Linked DNA regions of Mus musculus: region 2 is linked to region 1. The links are chromatin contacts, called in public promoter capture Hi-C maps. All regions are on one chromosome and are shown on one strand. The core of a region is the stretch at or near the end of the contact, and the rest is flanking DNA. Distances in the headings are between cores, read along the strand shown.

Region 1 (6,054 bases), core at 2,405-4,904:
ATGCGCGTATTAGTCAGGGTTCTCAAGAGGAACAGAATGGAATGAAAGCAAATATAGAAGGGATTTGTTAGAGTAGCTTACAGGCTGTGGTTTGACTAATCCATTATTTTATTCTAAAACTTAAAACAATTTAATCTCAGAATCAAGTCTTGAGTTCATCTGTGTGTGGTTGAATATGGCTTACTGACTCCTCCCTTCTTTTCCCACCATCCTGTCATGCCATTCATGATGGGAATTTAGTGCTGCTGTGGTGAGGGTCTTGCACCATGTGTTAGGCATGTATGGCTTGAGTGCACCCTAGGTCGTTTGGCTCTGTAGGCTTCATAGATAGTGCCAGATAGTTCTGGGAAGCTGCTGTTGGCTGACTGACGTTCTCACCTTCTTTGCTTTTCTTCCTTGCCCAGGCCAGTATTCTCAGGCTGTTAGGCTGTAAGTTTAGCTTGTGGACTCTGTTCAGATTTGTACAATCAGCATTACTATTTGGAGGCTGTCAAAACTTGGAAATTCAGAGAGTGTTGATTCACTGAGTGGTCTCAGTGAACTTTTATCCTAGAAACCCATTGGGATGTCTAGGTCTACCTGGAGGGACCGTATCTACCTGCTTTAGAAAGAGTAGCAACCAGTCAGACTCTCTGGCTCCTAGGTGTTGGGAGTTTTGCCAGACTCTACAGGTCTGCCTTGCAGTCACTTGCTATCTAAACTCAAGTTTAAAAGTGCTATGCTATTCCTCAGTAGCATTAGGTAATTATTTTCCTGTTTCTAGAGTTTAAAAATCCATACTCAATTCTGCCATTTCATAAACTGGGGGAAGAAATTGTTCTTATAGAAGACTGTAAGCGCTCCATAGGCAGAAATGTACCCTGGGCTGATTCTCAAGTGTGTTATCCTGGGTCACTTTAAGTTCTGAGCATTAGGGACATCTTGGCATTTCTTTCCTTTTGGCAAAATGGCCATACAATAGACACCATGCCAGACAACAACTTGTTTTTAGCACGAGAGGAGTTCTAGTTTGATCTGTTTTTCTGAAAATCACAAAGTTTAACTTTTTTTAATGGCAGACAAAAAGCTCCACTATGGGTGTTAGGGAGATGGCTCAGAGGTTAAAAGTACACATTACTGTTTTGGAGCATCTGAGTTTGGTCCCCAATACCCACATGGTAGCTTACAACTGCCTGCAATTCCAGTACCAGGGAGTCCAATGACCACTTCTGGACTCTGTGGTTCCTGTATACGGGTGATACATGTAAGCTTCTGCAGACAGACAGACAGACAGACAGACTGGGGCTTAGTGATTAAGAACATTGAATGCTCTTCCAGAGGACCCAGGTTCAATTTCCAGCATGTGATAGCTTACAACTGTTTGTAACTCCAGGATCTGCCATCTTCACACAGACATGCAGGCAGGCAAAACACCAATGAACATAAAAATTAAAATGTATAAATAAAATTCTTAAAACAACTCCTTCATGGCAGGCTGTGATGGCACAGTATTTTATAATCTTAGCACTTGGGAGATTGAAGTGGAGGCAGGAGGATTATGAGTTCAAGACCAGCCATGGCTATATAATGAGAACCTGTCTCAAGCAATGTTTCCCTCCTCCCATAAAAATACCTCCCAGACAACAGAAACAAAGGTAAGCCCATATATGTATCACTTTATGCACTCATCTGTTGACAGATACCTCAGCTGCTTGCAGACCTTGGCCATTGTGAACAGTGCTCAGTAAACATGGGTATGCAGGCGGCTCTTTGTAGTATGCTGACTTAGATTCCTTTGGGTGTCTCTAGTTGTGAAACTGTCCAGTTTTACTGTCTTGTGGCCCAGTCTTGTGGCGTGACACAGAGGTAGTTGCTCAAGAGTTACAAGAACATAATAGGAAAATTGTACCACATTGTAGACAGGAAGGTTACAGTCATATGCAGGTTAGCAGAGGTTTTGATCATTAACAATTTCTAGGTAAAATATGTGAAAATATTTTGAGATGTGTAGCAACCATCATGTGGTATCAAAATATTTGATTTCTAGGCAGATATCACACAGATTGTTAACACTGCTCTGCTTTGTTGAAGCATTTTCTTCAAATAGTAGTTATGGAAACAGAGGTAATTGTTCTTCAAGTTCATGGCACTTTGGGTCTTAATTTCCATGCTTCTTTAGAATCACACATTGAGATAAGGATATGTATAGTTAATATGGGAGGTGTCTTGGTTTCTTTGATTCTACTGTGATAAAATACTCTGACAAAACAACTTTGAGGGAGAAAAGTGAGTTTTGGCTGCAGTTCTGAGTTACGACCGTCATCATGGGGAAGTCACAGAGGCAGAAGCTTGCAGAGGCAGGTCCTGTTGCATCCTAAGTCACGAAGCAGAGGGACAAATGCACGGTGCTTCTCAGCCCCCTTTCCCATTTCATGGAGTCTAGGATCCTAGCCAGGGAATATTCAGGAATGTTTGTACCCACAGTGGGTGGTTGCCTCCCCCTAGTTAGTGCAGTCAGGCTAGTCCTCCACAGGTGTGCCCAGAGGCCTGTCTTCGAGGCCATTCTAGATTCTGCCACCGTGACAGTTAACAAGTCATCACATGGGAAATATCAGACAAGATATACTGGATTGAGGCCTATTCTTAAGGAACATGGCTGCATGCCTTTTCTTAAGTGTATTAATTGATTTAAATCTGTGGGTACTCTTGAGAGCCAGCATTACTCATATACATTATAGTCATTGTACATACTCTTTAAAATTACTTAAAATATTTTTCATACAGTATATTTAATCATATTCTTTCTCCTTCTCCAACTTCTCCCGGATTTTTTTTTTTACACTTCCTTACCCTCCCAAATTAATTTCTTATTTATATTCTTTACACATCAGTAATTGGTAGAGGACTGGCGAGGCTAGAACTGAGATGGTTCAAACATAGAGATGCTTCAAACATAGAGATGCAAGTAGACTTTCAGTTGAAACGGACACACCAGATTGCTAAGCCTGTTGGGTATGAGTGATGGACCAAAAGCACCTGTTACATTGAGAACCCCTGGTTGAGAAGCTGGGCATTTTATATTTGTACTTGACATTTAGTAATTTTCATAATTTGGGGGAATGGTTAGACAGCAGCAGTTAATTTTTTTCTGTGTATCTGTCTGTATATCCAGGGGTCCCACACAGTGTATTGAATGGCTTCTCTTTCCTTGCTCTCTGGAGCTACCTTTGTCATAAGTCGAATGTTTGCACTTCTATACATTTGGTTCTGGGCTCTGTTCAGTGTGTCCATTCCTTGTACTTGTGCCACTGCCGTAATTGCTATGCTTTTAAAAGCAGTCTTGGTATAGCAAGACTTGATATAGTCCTCAATATAGCAAGTCCCCTCTTCTCATTGGCTAGGCATGGTGGCTCCTGCTAGTAGTCATCCTAACAGTGGGGGGCTGAGTCGGAGAAGGCTTATTCTAAGCACACACTTTTATTGTATTGTCAGGAGAGTGGCTTAGAGTCTGTTTCCACAAGCAGGAATGACAGAAACACCCCTCAGCTTCTGTTGGGTTTGCCTGCATCCTTGTGGAGCCTAAAAAGGGTGTTTTCTTTTTTCTGTCTCCATGGGGTTTCCCTCATTTCAGTTGAGACCACTTACCAGCACTTACCAGCTCTTCTGGAGCCATCAGAAGCTTCCTGTTACTGAGGCCTGTGGTTGATTCTTACTTAACTTACAACCATGAGTCAACACATTAGTTACTTCTTTCTTTTTAAAGCCTTTTTTTTTTTTTTTTTTAAAGGAGTACTTTGGATTCGCAGGAAAACTGAGGAAGGCACAGAGAAATCTCTGAACTGCTTATCCCTTTATACATGTACATCTTCCTGTTCAGCCCACATTTATTTCAGCTGATGAACTTGCACTGACAACTCTTGGTACCCAAAGTTAGTGTTTTATCTTAAGACTCACTCTTGTGCCCATCCAGCAGGCCTGAGTAAATTTATGAGTGCATGGACCTGACATTGTAGTGTTGTGTAGAGTATTTTCACTGCCTAGAATATCTGTCCTCTGCCTATTTGTAATTGTCCTTTAATTTTTTTTTTTTTTTTGCATTATTTTGTTTCTGCAACTTTGGGCAGAGTTATTTTTGGTGGTGGTGGTGGCGGTGCAGAGTCCCATGGATCTCAGGTTGGTTTCTAGCTCCCTGTATAGCTGAGGATGGCCTTCTAATCCTTTAGTTTCTACCTGTTGAGTCCTGGTATTATGGGTGTATGCCACACCAGCTGTCTCTGCGGTTTTTCGTATTGTAGTGCCCAGATTTAGTTTTTGGATCTTTTCTCTAAACATAGCTGTTCTCTTAGTTTTCAAATGCCATCTTTTAAATGCTGATGACAAGATTGTGTCTGTTGCTTGCCCCTCTCCCTTTATCCCTGGATCCTCACCTCCACTACCATCCTTGTGGATCTCTTTTTGGATGTATTCATAATCTACTCACTAGTTTTTTAAGCTACAGTGGACAGTGAGCCCATCCACATAAACCCTGTGCGCTTCTTGATTGCCTCCATGGGAATTCAGTTACAAGCCACCATTATGAATCACGTGCTGTCTTTAAAACTTTACTACAACAATTCTTCCAGATTTTAACTGTGTTCCTGTCTTTTCAATGTGTTCTTTTTAAAAATCCAAGCCAAAAGATCAGATATGGCACACACCTTTAGTTCCAGCACTGAGAAGCCCAAAGTAAGAAGATTGTTGTGTCAGGTTAGCCTGAGCTACAAAGTAAGACCCTGTCTCAACACTCCCCTGAACCTGTCATGAGGTTTCCTTTTCATTTTTGGAAAGCCAGAAGCTTTATAATGGCCCACATGCACACTGTACTGGACTGTAGGTCCAGGGATCATTCCTTCAGTCATATTTCCTGTTATTTCATACCTGTGTAGACTTGAATCAGTGTTCATAAACAGGTTTGGCACATGTACACATAGAGTTGCTACACTTAAACCCCCAACCTTGCATTCCCAGACATCTGTGTGGCCTTTTCCTTTTACTTCTGACTGTCACTTTTTTTTTTTTTAAGATTTATTTATTTATTATATGTAAGTACATTGTAGCTGTCTTCAGACATTCCAGAAGAGGGAGTCAGATCTCGTTTCGGATGGTTGTGAGCCACCATGTGGTTGCTGGGATTTGAACTCTGGACCTTCGGAAGAGCAGTCGGGTGCTCTAACCCACTGAGCCATCTCACCAGCCCCCTGACTGTCACTTTGATAGCAAGGTTTCTTTAGGTACCTTTATAAATTGTACCTCACCTTCCAACATATTCTCTGTACCCTTTGTCTGCCTTAAATTTATCAATAATATTTATCAATAGATATCTATATTGGCTTTCATTTTACTGTGTAACACTACAAACACAGCAGCTTCCACCACACATTATTATCTCAGCTTTTTGAATTAGGAGTCTTGGCTTGGCTAGGTGCTCTGATGAGGGGTGTGAAACACTAATGAAGGTGGCTTAGAGCCTGGATTCTCACCTGGAGACATAGCTAGGGAATCAGCTTGCAGACTTACTCCAGTGGGCAGAGGTGATTTCTTGCATCAGTCTGGCTGAAGGGCTAGCTTTTTGCTGACTTTTGGTTGAGGCCTTCTGCAGCCCCTGAGATTGCTGAAGCCTTTTGTACAACGGGCTTCCTCTCTCTCCACTCCCAAACAGCTTACCTAAGTGGCAAGCAGGGAGTCAAAGACAACAGGGACCATCACAGCTACAACAGATGAGGACAGCTGGGACAAGTAATTTGGAAGGAAAAAAATTACTGAAATTAGATATGAGAAACAAAACCCTGAAAGTTTTGATAAGCTTATTCAGTCACTTAAGGGTAATAAAAAGGGAGTTTCTGCATAGAATGCAGAGATTCACAGAGAACTTTAAAAACAATGCCTGAAAAGAATGAGTTAATAATGAAGGAAAATTATTTTCAAGATCATAGAAATAATGATTTGAAAAATAGTCTAATTTATGATTTTTCTTAAACCAGTTTATTTACTTTTGTATGTTGGGGTTTGGAGTGCTCACACATGTGCCAGGGTATG
Region 2 (6,054 bases), core at 2,084-4,583, 34 kb before region 1:
GGTTGTGAGTGTGGAGGTTGAGGTTGGTCGCTGATTAGATAGAGATAGGATCTCACAAGGTGATCCGTTGGCCCAGCTTCTTGAGTGCTGGATTGCAGGAGTGAGCAGACACACCTAGCTTGAACTCTTTCTGACATTGTTTCCTTCTTGCTAACTGTTTGTTCTCCCTAAAACTAGCTCTGTAACACACTTTCCATTTTTCTTCTGTTATTTGACATTTAACAAAGCATTTGGCTTCTGCTTATGAATATAGTGTTAGAATTGCTTCTAAGTTTTATTCTGCTTTTTTTTTTTTCTAGTTTCTACTGATTTGTTTCTTCCCAAGACAGGGTTCCTCTGTGTAGCCCTGTCTGTCCTGTAACTTGCTCTGTAGACTAGGCTGGCTTCAAAATCACAGAGATCCACCTGCTTTTGTCTCCCAGGTTCTAGTATTAAAGGCATGAATCATCATTGCCTGGCAGGAAATCTTTTTCTACAGGAATTAAACTTTCTTATACAGAAATTTATATTAATTAATTGTATTTGGCCACTTTATACAGTTTTTACAGATATATGCTATGCCTGCGTGTGCAATAGAAGCTAATATGACAAAGGAACATCTCTAGTATTTATTTTCATGTTTATTTATGCACAACATGGAACTTCATTGGTCATGATAACTTTTGTTTTGCTCTCTGTTATATCTTTAATGTGTTTCTTTTTAGTCACATAGCTTTCTATTTTTTATTCATGGCCAGCTGTTTATCACTAAATATACAGAATCAATGATTTCCCAGAATTCAGTAAATTGCATGTAGCGTCAAAAGATAGAAATAAAAAGATAGAAATGGGGCTGGAGAGATGGCTCAGCAGTTAAGAGCACCAACTGCTTTTCCGAAGGTCATGAGCTCAAATCCCAGCAACCACATGGTGGCTTACAACCTTCCATAATGAGATCTGATGCCCTCTTCTGGGGTGTCTGAAGACAGCTACAGTGAGTAAGAGGGGCTGGGCCAGAGCGAGAAGAAAAAATGTCTGAAGAAAACATCTACAGTGTCATTACATATAGTAAATAAATAAATCTTTAAAAAAAATAAAATGAGATTTACAAAAGAGATAGAAATGACAACAAATTTAGTATGAGGATTTGGTTTTTTGAGACAGGATCTGGGTATGTATTCTAGGTTGGCCTTGAATTTAAAGTATTGCTACTGCCTCAGGCTCTGTAATTCTGGGAATTATAGGTATGTGCTACCATGCCTGGCTGGATGCTGTTATTTAGCTTTTACTCTTATATGTCAATAAAGTTCTACAATCCTAGTACTAGGGAAAATTAAATACTGACCTTAACTTGAAATGTCTATGGAATCTAGTAAACAAACACACAGCATAGACAAACATATTATTGGGGGTGGGTTATGAGTGTCACAAAGGAGGAAGCCATAAGGTATTTGGAGATAGTCATGGTGTCTCAGATCAGCAAGGGGAGGAAGGCATTACAGAGAGTACAAAGAACATGAGTCAAGTCAGGGAAGAACAAAAAAAACCCTAGAATGCTCTGAAGAACGGCATTGATTCAGGGGGGCTGGAAACTAGTGGGTAATAGAACAGCCTGAGCTAAAACAGGGAGATTAGGCAAAACTAGATTGAATGGATTGTCAAACAAGTTGAGGAATGTGGACTTTTAACTTCTAGGGAAAGGGAGCAACTACAGATTAAAATGGTTTCTCCGGGGCTGATGGCGTAGCTCAGTGACAGAGGGCTTACCTAGCTGGGGCCAGGTCCTGGCTTCGCTTCCCAGTACGCCCTAAACCAAACAGAGACTGTTTCTCTGGATGGATTGGAGAGAGAATGTACTGAAGACAGCACATGGGCGGCAACTAGGGTAGTTAAGCGAGAAGCCGTGAAGGCGGAGCCACAGGTAGAGGGCTGGGGAGCCGGTGAGGTGCATGGATTGTGAAGAGAAATGGATGGGTGGAGGTGGGGAGTGACTCCCCCCCTCCCCGAGATCTTAGCCTGGGGGTTTATGCCACTATAGATGAAAAGGGATATGCCTTAGGTCGCTGGGAATTAGTTGATTACTGATGCTGCTTTCCCGGAACAGTAAACATGCGGAATCTGCCTCCATTCTCCACCCTCGGCACATTCACCTGATTATACATTTCAGCTGAGAAGTAGCAGATAGCCTTTAGGACAGGCAGAACAAAATCTGGGCTTCTCAGTGGATTCAGTGTCTCGAAAGCCCTGGACATAGAGCCCCCCTGGGTGCGTGTATTTCTTGTTAACTATCATATCTTTCCCCTAACTGATATACCTGCCTCAAGCATTGAACTTAGTGTCTCCCCCGTACATTTTACTTTCTAGCTCTCCTAATTTCTTTATTATAATGCTTTATTCCTAGTTGCTCCTAGCCTGTCAAAATTGAATCCAGGGACTCATTACTCTATGTCCTCAGAGAGATCCTTCCAGCCCCCTAGTTAACATATTGTAACCTCATCGATTTTTGTATCTTTTGTAAGCCTTGTGCGTGTTTGGTCTTAAATTTTCCTCGTTAACCTTTGTTCCGTGCCGCGGTTTCTTTTCTACAACCTGAGCTAAAAATCGCAAAGAATTGACCCGGTGTGTGTGTGTGTGTGTGTGTGTGTGTGTGTGTGTGTGTGTGTAGTGGGGGCAGGGATCTGATTTCAAATTAGCAGACAGCCTGGAAAAGCAGGCGATTCTGCGACTTCATGACATCATACCCTGGGGGAAAAACACTTTTAGATAGAGGGATCACCGGTCTCTAGGGGGACGTGTGAGAAAAAGTGTGAGCACAACAATTTGCTGTCGGGGGAGTTCAGCATCCCTTAAAGGCTGTAAGATGCTGCATACTTTAAAGTAGACAGAAGGACCTTAAGATCATGGGATTGCCCAGTGATGGTAGTGTCCTTCCCCTGAGGTCAGCGGTACTGACCAGCACGCGCTGTCCTCGAGAGACGCTTAAACACTTAGCAAAACAGGCCGGCCCCCTGGCCCCGCCCCTGGAGGTCTGGGCCCCGGGCTCCCAGGGAACTCCCGCAGGTCTGCGCGCGCAACCGGCACAGAGGGTCCGCGCGTCGCGGCGCGCGCAGTTGTCCTGGAGACGGTGGCGCGCGCACGCGCACGCGCGGCGCCGAGAGCGTGGCTTCCCGTGTGAGCGCGTTCTTTTGCCTGCGCGCCGCGTCCCCGCGCCGGGCGCGCGCCGGCCTCTCCCTGGCGCGCGGCGTGACGGCCTCGCACGCGCCCCGCTTGCGCGCTCTCCGGCGCCGCCCCCGCCTCGCACGCGCCGCGGCCCTGCGCCCGCACTGTGCGCCGGTGCGGCAGGCCGTGGGAGCATCCGGGCATTTCCGCAGCCGAGCGGCGGTCGGGCTGCGGCGGCCGGAGCCTCTCATGGCCGGGCGGCGGCCGGCAGACGACAGGCGAGCGGGGCGCTGAGTCCCGAGGACGCACAGGAAGAGCGGCTGCGGCCGGGCGCGGGACTCGTCCTCCTCTGGCGCAGAGCTCATTCCAGCCGGAATCCCGAGATGCATCTGCATCAGGTCCTCACCGGGGCTGTCAACCCTGGGGACAACTGCTATTCGGTGGGCAGCGTCGGGGACGTCCCCTTCACGGTGAGCAGAGCTGGGGCCTCCCGTAGGGCCGTGAGCGACGAGCCCACCCACGCCCCCTGGGCTCTGGGCTTGGGCGGGGGTAGGGGAAGGATGAGGAATCACCGCCCTCGTCCGCCCGCCCGCCCGCCCGGTGAGTGCGCGGGTGGCGGGGATGGAAGGTTCGGGGCAGCCCCGGGGTCTGCGGTGCCGGGAGGGAGGTGTTGGCAGCGGCCGAAGCCCGGGGCGGCTTCCACCTGCTCCTGGCTGGCAGCGAACGGTCTTGGTCTCAGGGTATGGAGGCGGTGCTGCTCCCTGGCCTCCCGAGCTGCCTGCGGCTTTAAACGCGCCCTCTGTATCTCCCTAGGTAGAATTTTAGCATACGGGAATAGAAAAATCCGCTCTCTCCCTGAAAGAGTTAGAATGGAAGTCACCTTTTCATGAGTGGCCTGTCTTATCTAGCTCAGGGTTCCGTTTCGGTAATCCTTTCAGGTATTAACTTAATCTTTGCAAGCTAGTTTTTTTTTTTTTAATTTTTTTAAAGCCTGAAGCAGTGTTACATTTTAAGACTTTCCTTGGGCGTGTGATAAAAATGTATGTAAACATAGCGTTTTGGAAACCAGCACCTCCCTACACGACATAGTCAGTTTCTCAGCCAGATGGGTGGGATTCATCAATCCTTTTTTGAGAAAAGGCTGATAAAATCAAGCTCTCCCAGAGATTATTTTGTAAGATTCACACGGATTAATAATGTTTTTTATATTAAGTATATACATGGTCCTTCTTAGAAGGAATTGTATTAGTGAGACCTCTATTAAGTACATATTGATAATCATTATGCTTAATTAAATTGGATATTGCTTAGTAATATGCTTTTTAGACAACGGGAACCATTTGATTTGATGTCTACAGCAGCATGTTTGTAAAACTGCAGGAAAAATTACAGCAAAACTGCAGAATCATTATGTAGCACTGCATTCTGGAACACTTTATCTGTTTTTAATGTTTTGTGATTCATTTAAAAAAAAAAACCTCAACAAGGTTGCTTCTTGGCCTTAATAATTTTAAGATGTAGTCAGCTCAGGTTTGTTCTAGTTTTGAAAGAATACTTTTAAAAATAGGGTTGTTTGACATATTATTCTTTCACTAATCAGTGGTGCTGAGTTTGCTACACATGTGACTTAAAACATCAGTCTAGGGCCCTGTGACATGGCTTGCTGGATAAAGGTGCTTACTACCAAACCTAGAGACTTGAATTCAACCCCCTCATGACTCACATGGTGGAAGGAGAGGACAAACTCATGCCAGGTTGCCCTCTGACCTCCATATGCTTACTGTGTATTCAGGGTTGCCCCTCCCCCACAATGAAAATCGTTAAAAAAAAATACCAGCCCAATAATATTAACATAGGCTGGAGCTTGGTCTTTAAGTGTGTGGAGGCTGTTTGGAGAATAGAGAGAGAAAACACACACACACACACACACACACACACACACACATAACCTTTGTGTCTTTCAGGAAAGGAGGAGGACCTACCGTAGGATCATAAGAGAGTTTCCTTCAAGAAATAAATCTGGATTTTCGATTATGGAGATTTCCCCTTGTGGGGTGCTGGTAGTTTACCGGGTTCATCTAAAAGTGAGGCACTAGCTGGGTGTGGTGGCACACACACCTGTAGTACTTAGGTGGTAGAGGTATGAATCTATGCTTAAGATAAACGAAACAACACCAAAAAATAGTGTTTCTCTTAGCTCCCGGCAGAGCTGGTTTACAGAGTTAAACTAGATTCTGCCTGGAAAGGCCAGTCAGTGTAAGAACCATCAGTGCTTTGCAGGTGCGGGCAGGCCACAGGCCATCTGTGGCCATAGTTCCCATTTGAATTTATTCTGTCACCGAGTCTGATTGTGTAATGCCTACCAGATTCACCCCTTTCAGTGTCTGTACTCGCCACCTTGTGTTAGTGTGGAAGCTTCCAAATGGGATGGATGCCTTCCACTCATCCCAGCCATTCATTGCTTCTCATAGCTGCTAGGGGGGTGGGTTTGTTTGTTTGTTTTTTTGTTTTTGCACTATTCCATCACGCCCCTTCCCCAGGAATATATAGTCTCTCCTGGGAGCCACATAAAGAATCATTGTCAGATATCCTACTACTTACTGTCTTTCATTTTGACTCTTTTCCTCACATTGATCCCTCTGTGTCATAGTGATCTAACCAAAGCCCATATCTTAAAATATTTATTTTGTTTTAAATTATGTGTATGTGTGTATGCTAGTGTGTGGGTCCTTGCAGGTGAGTACAGGTGCCCTTAGAGGCTGGAGGGGTCAGATCCGCTGGAGTGAAGTTATAAGGGGTTGTGAGCCACCTGGCATGGATGCTGGTCACAGGCTTCAAGTCCTTTGCCCTTTATCCCTGAACTGTCTCACGAATCCTGTGGACTACATATTCATGTCCATTGGGACAGCCTTGCTT

What was found. Promoter capture Hi-C pulls out the DNA fragments that hold promoters and counts their contacts.
Region 2: a promoter capture Hi-C map of macrophages shows a contact between it and region 1, with 6 read pairs. The contact joins the promoter of Dmxl2 here to the enhancer-like site in region 1. A contact is called at or near these places in 2 of 39 promoter capture datasets (macrophages and neutrophils), 8 of 484 Hi-C or Micro-C datasets (ECoMG-derived neutrophils, the HPC-5 cell line, cortical neurons and 5 more), 3 of 115 datasets of contacts at active chromatin or transcription factors (the HPC-7 cell line, bone marrow-derived macrophages and embryonic stem cells) and 3 of 9 other capture datasets (adipose tissue, liver and pancreatic islet).

Annotation. Positions count from the first base shown.
Region 1 is chr9:54,465,326-54,471,379 of GRCm38.p6, reverse strand. The region is part of intron 6 of Dmxl2 (Dmx-like 2); the gene reads left to right. Among named protein-coding and RNA genes, the nearest start is that of Dmxl2, 33 kb to the left of the region's middle. Within about 2 kb of position 3,654, at least 53 of the 459 cell types and tissues checked have an H3K27ac peak or open chromatin away from gene starts, as enhancers often do. A contact at or near this core is called in ECoMG-derived neutrophils, the HPC-7 cell line, bone marrow-derived macrophages and 5 more, where this site is marked.
Region 2 is chr9:54,498,905-54,504,958 of GRCm38.p6, reverse strand. Dmxl2 (Dmx-like 2) reads left to right here and starts at 3,333. Exons shown (of 44, transcript NM_172771.2): 1 at 3,333-3,608. The coding sequence starts at 3,522.